2 separate regions of the Rattus norvegicus genome follow, and region 2 is linked to region 1. A link is a contact called in public Hi-C data. All regions are on one chromosome and are shown on one strand. The core of a region is the stretch at or near the end of the contact, and the rest is flanking DNA. Distances in the headings are between cores, read along the strand shown.

Region 1 (3,992 bases), core at 474-2,973:
CCTGACAATTACAGAGCTACTTAGAACTGAATGCTAAAAGATTAAAATTAAAAACTTAAAGTCCACATTTCTACAACAATCTTGCTTCAAATCCCTCTTACCATTTACTCAAAAGGGCCGTGCTAACCCGTGGTGCCCGTGAAGAGTTACCCCTCTGATCGGACATCTTCGTGGGCACTTAAATTGTTAAAGTGATTAGAGAAGTGTGGGGGGAGAGGGGAGACCAGACCATGGTCCAGCAGTAAAATGTCTGTGTCTGCTCGGCCAATGGTCACACTAGAAGTGAGCTTGAATTCGGTTTGGGGTCATTCGTGGTTCTGCGTGGGCAAACATCTGTTGCTTGGCTATGGCTATTTTTAAAAAACCTACCTACCCTGAAAGGGAAAAAAAAAGTGCAAAATTCTTCGAATGTTATTTTTGGGCCTCGCCGTTTTTAATCACTTTGGGCCCATGTCTGTGGGCTGCTTTTGCTTTGCCTGTAAATGTGAGCCAAGCACCAGCTACCAGATAATATCTGCTCTCAGAGATGCCTGTCCCCTTAGTCATCATCCCCTTTCCCTCCAAGAAGCTAAACTCCGGAGGATTCCTGCTGTGCTCCCTGAGGAAGGTAGTAAATTTTGCTTTGTGTTTTAAGAGGGAGATTCAGCCTTGTTCTAGGCAAACCTGAAGCAATCCTTATTCTTTTTTAAAGTTTAATTCGACTTAACCATTTTGCTTGAGAGAGAGAGAGAGAGAGACAGACAGACAGATGGACAGAGGGACAGAGGGACAGAGGGACGGTTGGGTTTTATGAGAACTGTCCTCAGACATGTTCACTGGCTTTGGGGCAGGATGTGTGATCCACAAAAGTGTGGATCCTTTCCTGCACCTTAAGTGCATGTTACTAATTCAATATGTAAGCAAGCGACTGGTTGGTACAGACTTTGGTGATTTTAGGACATTTTAAGTGGAAATGTCTATGCATAGACATATTAGATATGAGAAAATGTCACTTCCACCCTCGCTGCCCTCTTCAGCCACGTTATGTGTTTCATAGATGTGAAATTAAAGTGTGTAGAGTGTGACAAGTCTCTGGCCCCACAAGCAAACAGGATGGAGGTGACTTTCCCTGCTATTTCCCATCAAACTCTGTTTGCAGACGGGACAGATGGCTCAGTGGTTAGCCGTGTTGGCTGCTCCTGCCAAGGACTCATCCCAGCACCCAGGACAGGCAGCTCACCACCACCTGTGACTCCAGTTCCAGGGGACCCAGGACCCTCTTCTAACCTCTGGGGGTGCTGCACGCATGTGCATGTGCTCCCACACAGACATAGCCTCATACATATAAAATAAGAATTAAAAATTAAAACCCTTTTGTCATGATACTTCCCCCTCCCCCTCTTCCCTCCCCCTCCATACCCCCTCCCTCCCCATGCCCCTCCCCCTCATCTCACCCTCCCCTCCCAATCTCCTCCACCTCTTACCTCTCCCTCTTCCCTCCTCCTCTCCCTCCTCCCTCCCTTTCTTCTCTCTCCCCCTCATCCCTTCCCTCCCCCTCTCTCCTCCCCTCTCCCCTCCCCTTACCCTCCCCCCCCTCTCCCCTTCCCTTCTTCCCCCCTTCTTCTCCCCCTCTCCCACCAACTCTCCTGCCACACGGCTTTCACCACACACATATGCTGCACTGAACTGAAGGATAAAGGCTGTTGGCTGGCATGGCTAACAAAGAGGCCATTTGAAAAACTCTTTATGCTCTATTTCCAGACAAACACACTGTTGGAATTCCTACTTGAGAGAGAGCACCAGCAATTTAAAGATCAGGGCCTATGAGAAACATTCGGGCCTAGCCAGTATTTATCAGTGCAGCCCATGGGCACTGGAGAGATGGCTCAGTGGTTAAGAGCACTGGCTGCTCTCACAGAGGACCTAGGTTTGGTTAGTACACACATGTCAGCTCTCAACCATTCATAACTCCAGTCCCAGGGATTCAACTTCCTTCGACCTCTGTGGGCCCTGCACGAATATGGTGCCCAGACATACATGCAGACAAAACACCCATACATATAATTTATTTTTCAAAATAATAATCCAGCCCACAAACCTTGTAGGGATGTAGCTTAATCCTTCCTGTGATATCGTTTCCGAGTGCTGAGGAGCCAAAGTTGTCTCACGGCTGAGCTATCATAGCTAGCAGGTATGAACTGACAGTGTAGAACACAGGAAATTAGCTCAAGGGGGCTAGCCTGGGTTGCAGATGCATGAGTTTGCTGACAGAAAGAGCAAGCCTCCTGCCTCAGTCGCTGCAGCCCTGCATGTGGATTCTTCTGCTTTTCACTCAACCACGTGGTGCTGTAAAGAAGACTCGAAGTTCACCACTCAGGAGGCTAGAGCGGAACAACCATGGGGCGGGGGGGCTAGCCAGGGCTACAGGGTAGGAGAGTTTCAGACAAGTATTAAATATAATAAAACAAGGTAAACTGTGTGCTCAGAGGGAAAACCTAAGTCAAGGCAGAGACCTGCATGCTTCACGTACAGCAGGGGAGAAACACACCCGTGGGACTGCAGGAGGAAAATGTTGAAGCTGTAGTCAGTGTTGACGGTGTGTTCGGTAGCCTCTCTAGTCTTGCTCCAACCAGTATAGTTGTCACTGGTTACAAGCAGCTACTGAGTAATAGCAGCCAGACAAAAAAGGCTGAGACGTGCTGTAGGCGTATGACACGCATAGGCCTCTTAAAATATGACTTAAAAAAGAAAGATAGAAAATATCTAATTTTGTATTGACAACAGGTTTAAATAATGGTTAGATAAACCATGATGAGCGTTTCTGTTGGGCTGGTGAGATGGGTGGCAGATAAAGGTGTTTGCTGCCAAATCCTGGCAACTTGAATGTGAGCTCAGGCCCCATGCGTCGGAAGCGGAGAAGCAAAAACAAGTCCCAGGAGTTGTTCCCTGACCTTCTCCACGCAAGCTGCAGCGCGCATGCGCACACAAGACACCAATGAATCGATGCTAATTAACTAACGGGTTACTTAGTTATTGCCACCTGCTTGTTTACTAAAGTAGAAAACACGGCTGTTGGGAAGGTCTGGGTCACATGCATGCGTTGCGTTGTTTCTGCAGAATGAGAGAGAGGTGATTCCCGGCCGGTTTATCTATGGCGGTTATGGGCACCATGGCACGTGCCTGCCAGGCTCCGTGGCCCTAGAGGATCGGCTGTGTCCTGGCCACATCTTAGTTCCAATAGGGAGGGGAAAGGCTGCTTCTGTGCACATTCCGGTTTCCCTTCTGGAACATGTATCCAGTGAGCTTGAGGCCACGTGAGAGATCCTAAAAGAATGTCTAAAGGAATGAGGAGAGGAGGGCAGTGAGTGGGAAGAGGAGAGGGGAGAGAGGAGAGAGGGAGGGAGGAGCTAGAGTCTCACTGTGCAGCCCTATCTACCCTAGAACATATAGACCAGGCTGGCCTCGGCTTCTGCCTTCCCAATGCTGAGATTAAAGGTGGGTACCACCTCACCCGGCAAGAGAAAGCTAGATAAAAGTACTAGCCACACCTCCTGCCCTGGTCTTAATTCGGTCTCCTTCCAAAGGTCTCAAGCTTTACTGTCTCACAGGGGATTGGGGCCCTGACAGAGGGCTTTCCCAGCATAAGCCAAATGTTCAGCCCATTAACAACGGTTTAAAGAGCCCTTCTGCGATGACTGACTTGCTATGAATTCATATTTTATAATGTTATCTACAAAGAGCCTTTCAGTAGTCTGTCTAAAAGGTTATGCTGGACACAGGTTTGGTGGGAGACCCAAGAGCTTCCAGAGACCTTGTCAGCTATAGGTGTGGGTCTTGGACCAGCAGCTACCATGACGTCACTGGAAGCTTGTTGGAAATGAAGTCTTGGGTCTCTCCCCAGACCTGCTGAGTCAGAGTCTCTGGTTAATCAGAGCCCTGGGGCTTCCCATCACACTTGTTTTGTGCAGTGGTAGCCAACAAAGTGAAATCTGAGTTAGGCAGCCTCACGGACA
Region 2 (3,992 bases), core at 1,059-3,558, 590 kb before region 1:
AGAGAGGGGGTCCTGAGAGAGGGGGTCCTGAGAGAGGGGGTCCTTTATTCTGAAAAGAGATAGGCTTACCTATCTCCCATTTCAAGGCTGGGTTCGTGTTTTCTGCCACCGCTGAGGGACTCAGGACAGAGAGGAATCAGTTTTGGTAGTGCATGAAGAAGAAATCCCGTGTCACACGGTAAAGCAAAGAGAACCAAGGCCACTTCTTCCTTTTACAGCTTAATAAAAGTAGACAGATGCCCAAGAGGAGTCCAGTTCTTTCCAATGGTGGCACCCCACCATCCTATCACTGTTCACCTTGGAGCCCCACCCCGACTCCCTCTAACATCTCCACTGTAAGGTCCAAAGTATGTCTCACTGTGTGTGGAGAATCTGGATACAGAATTGCATACACTTCCAGTTAGCAGCTTTCTGTCATAATGGGCCAAGCACGCATGATCAAGATCCCCCTGTATTACAGTCTAAGGATTTGCCTGCCCAGTGACATTGGAGGCCAAGGTATATGGCAAAAAGGGAGAAAGTAGAAAAGATGAAATTAACCGGCCCCCCTTCTATTTTTGTGTCGTAATGAGTTTCATCAGGGCTGCTTACAGGAGCATGGCCGTCTTACAAGTGACGGCATCACTGAAGAAAGTTTCTCTCCCTCTCCCAGTGACTGTTAACTGACGCCTCTCCCATCAGTGGCAAGATTTGATGGACCCGATCCTATATAGGTCTTGGGCAGGCTACCAAAGCCACACTACTGTGGTATATGTGCCACCTAACACCTGTACCAGCCATCATGACGCTCTGTTACATATTAACTCATGTGCTATGGGCACTGATTCCCCCAGTGACCATGCGTAGTCCTACTGTGTATCAGAGGGCAAGGGCTACATTAGACCTACTTCTTCCCCGGAATACGGGACAGGATGCAGGTGAAGGGCCATCTCTGAAGGTGGGCGTAGAGTGAATGGTTAACCCAATGGATGGATTGTCTCTCAGCCATTCTGAGAAGGAGTGGGCCACATCCCCAGCAAACTGGAGTTTTTCACCCTCTCCTGCTTCCTGCAGTCTTTAGAACTCTGTCTCCCCCTCACCTTTGCCGCTGTCAGTACTGTTGTTGGCCTTGTTACTGCAGCCATTCTGCACTGCCCTGGTGGCATGGGTCTAAACCAGCTGGGGTGAGACAGCCCATTTACAAACAGCCTCTGAATGTGCTGGCTCTCCATTTTTGTGTTGGCTTTCTGCGGTTTGGTAAAAGGACCGATGAGTGTTATTGTCTGTTTGGAGAATGCCCTTTGAGAACAGGGACAGCTAATGGCTGCTTCCCACTGAGTCCTAGAGATGGTGCCAAGCGCCCTGTGGGCACACAGAAAGTATTAATTGGTGTTGATTTCCTGACTTATTATTTGAATATGTTAAATGGCCCTTGAGAGGCTTCCAAAGAGTTAATCTGCTACCTCGGTACATGGCTTACAATGGGAGTGCTTGACTCCGGAGTATTCTGTGGCGCTTTATGACGCGTGTTCGCTTTGTAAGCTTGATGGATATACACAGGAAGATGTGGGATAACTTTTGGTTACAAAAAAAATTCAGAAAATACTTCTTGTTTTATGCTACTTGAATACCAACTCGCACACAGCAGGCCTGTGTTGGTTCCACGGGGCTTTGATAAATTAATGTCATCTCATCACTACTACCACCAATAGGGGCTTATACGGCCCAAATACCTTCAGATTAATCACTCTTTCTCCCTCTCACTTCTGGAGCACTTCAGTGTACAGAGGATTATTTTATATTGGGGACTTAAGTTACTGGGAAATATTTTTTCTTTTTCAAAACCCAAACGCGGGAACTCTCAGTCATTCATTTTAAAAGAGGGAGCAGTTTAGACATTTCCTTGCCGCAAACTCCTAGGAGATGCCAGAATACACAAGGCAGATTAATACAGTGGTACAAAAGAGACTCTCTTGTCATCTCTGCTGCAGCACAAGGTTTTCACTCCAGCTCTGTGGACTTCCGGGAGCAGGAGGAAGGGCTCTCCTGGGCCTCTTAGGAAGTTGTCAGGCAATTATCAGTGAGGTCAGATCAAATTTGGGCCAAGCGTGTACTATCATTAAGAGGCAGGCACAATGTAAGTCCACATTCGTCTCCAGAACTTTATAGTTTGAAATGGAAGGGTTTCAGCTTTGGGGAGGTCAAGTGTGACTCAGGCCACCTATTGCGCCATGTCCTGTATTAGTTTGTTTTCTGGTGCTGTGATACTTGACAGATGCAACTCAAGAGGTTGTGGGTCACAGTCTGAGGTGATACAGTCCACAGTGGCAGGCAGCTGTGGCAGGAATGTGAAGCAGATGGCCATTCTGGGTCTTCAGTCAGCAGGTAGGAAGAAGACAGGTAGTGGGCGGGACCATAAGAAGTCAAGGCCAGTCTCCTGTGCCCATTTCCTTCAGTGAATCTCCCCATTAAGTTTCCACAGCCTTCCCCAACAGTGCCACTCTAGGGAATGGAGTGTCCAAGTGCAGGAATCTATGGGAAACACTTCACATTCAAACTATGGCATAGCCCATCAGGGCTTTCAACACAATCACAGTTATTTCTCTTTGGTCAGTCATGTGTCAGTGTCCCTAATGGTGGGATATCTATGATAAATAGCTATGTGTTCCTTTGGAACAGACTTTTGTCCCCAAATGAATTAGCACACAAATGTCAATTTCCAGTAACGTGTTGACCTCAGCATTGACACAAAGGCTTATAGCTGTGAGCAGTTAAGGTCTCAAATGTCCACACCACCAACAGAACAGCAAGGCTGAGTTGAATCACAGAGCCCCAGCACATTTTAGAAAATGCCACGTAATTTTGTCCTATGAACGAGTTTGTGTTTTGTGGTCACGATTGGCTCGAGCCTTTGGAAACTCTATTCAGAACAGCCAGACTCCATTGTTGTCTTGGAATGTGTCTTCAGCCACATTAATTTTTAATTTCTGCTTCAGTAATATTAAGCTAGTAAAGATTTGGAAAACAATACTTTAACAGAGAGGAATCTGCTCATTCTTTGCACCTTTTCTATAAATACATGCAGTTTACTCAGTGTGGACACGAGTTTTTCCTTTAATTTAAAATTTTGTGTTTTAATGTGTGTTTTGCATTTGTTGTTACTTTCTGCTGGTTAGAACAATTTCTCCTGAAGCCAGATTTAACACAGTGCTCTACCATTCTCTGGGAAAGGGGGACCAAAGTGCCAAGAAAACAATGGAAATGGGTCAGCTTAGACATAGAAGTAGATGACTAGATTATATATTAAGAGAATTATCATTGAGCATAGAGACAAAAGATGAATGTCATTAGGGGGTAGGATGTAAGGAATGCGTGCAGGGAGAGTTTTCATCTGAAGAACAAGCATTGATGATGCTAGAAAACCCACAACATCACCCACTGGATCTCTGAAGGATTAGGGGCTTGGGTGTTGTTCCTTTGAACTCTGACACAGGAAGTATTTCACTTTGAGAAGCAGACCAATTTTCCCTAGCATTCACCCTCTCTGTCTGCAAAGGTCTGGCGCAAAGCTTCTTTAGCAAGATGTTAGGTATTACTCCTGCCAAAGTCTTCTCCATTTGCTCCAAGCATTGACTTGTTAGTTGCTTTGGTGGGGGCCAAGCAGGAAGTGGTGTAAGACATAGCTCAATTCCGAAGGAGAAATGGCACAGGTTTCTAGGTCTACGGTACCTCCCTATGTTGTCGGTTCTCCATGTGCAACTGGCTTCTGAAGTTTGCAGATACCTTGCTGCTGTGCGTGCTTTAGTGACATAGCCCAAAACAACAACAACAACAACAAAAACAAACAAACAAAGAAACAAACAAACAAACCCACTTATGGCCAGATGACATCTAGGTTAAGCCCTTTAAGGAAACTAGCTATCGCCAGTTCCTCATTTATTACATGGAACAAAGAGAGTGGGATGCCGGGAGAAGCTGTGCTTCCATTCCACCATCTTGTGTGAGCCATGGTA

The links. Hi-C and Micro-C count contacts between places; a contact is called where the count stands out from the background.
Region 2: a Hi-C map of Schwann cells shows a contact between it and region 1, with 16 times the contacts expected there. The contact joins two enhancer-like sites. A contact is called at or near these places in 12 of 12 Hi-C or Micro-C datasets (the A7r5 cell line, the Rat2 cell line, Schwann cells and 7 more).

Annotation. Positions count from the first base shown.
Region 1 is chr11:45,432,247-45,436,238 of GRCr8, reverse strand. It overlaps a transcript of Runx1 not described here. Among named protein-coding and RNA genes, the nearest start is that of Runx1, 13 kb to the right of the region's middle. Within about 2 kb of position 1,723, at least 6 of the 93 cell types and tissues checked have an H3K27ac peak or open chromatin away from gene starts, as enhancers often do. A contact at or near this core is called in Schwann cells, where this site is marked.
Region 2 is chr11:46,026,442-46,030,433 of GRCr8, reverse strand. No RefSeq gene overlaps it. Among named protein-coding and RNA genes, the nearest start is that of Mir802, 84 kb to the left of the region's middle. Within about 2 kb of position 2,308, at least 2 of the 93 cell types and tissues checked have an H3K27ac peak or open chromatin away from gene starts, as enhancers often do. A contact at or near this core is called in Schwann cells, where this site is marked.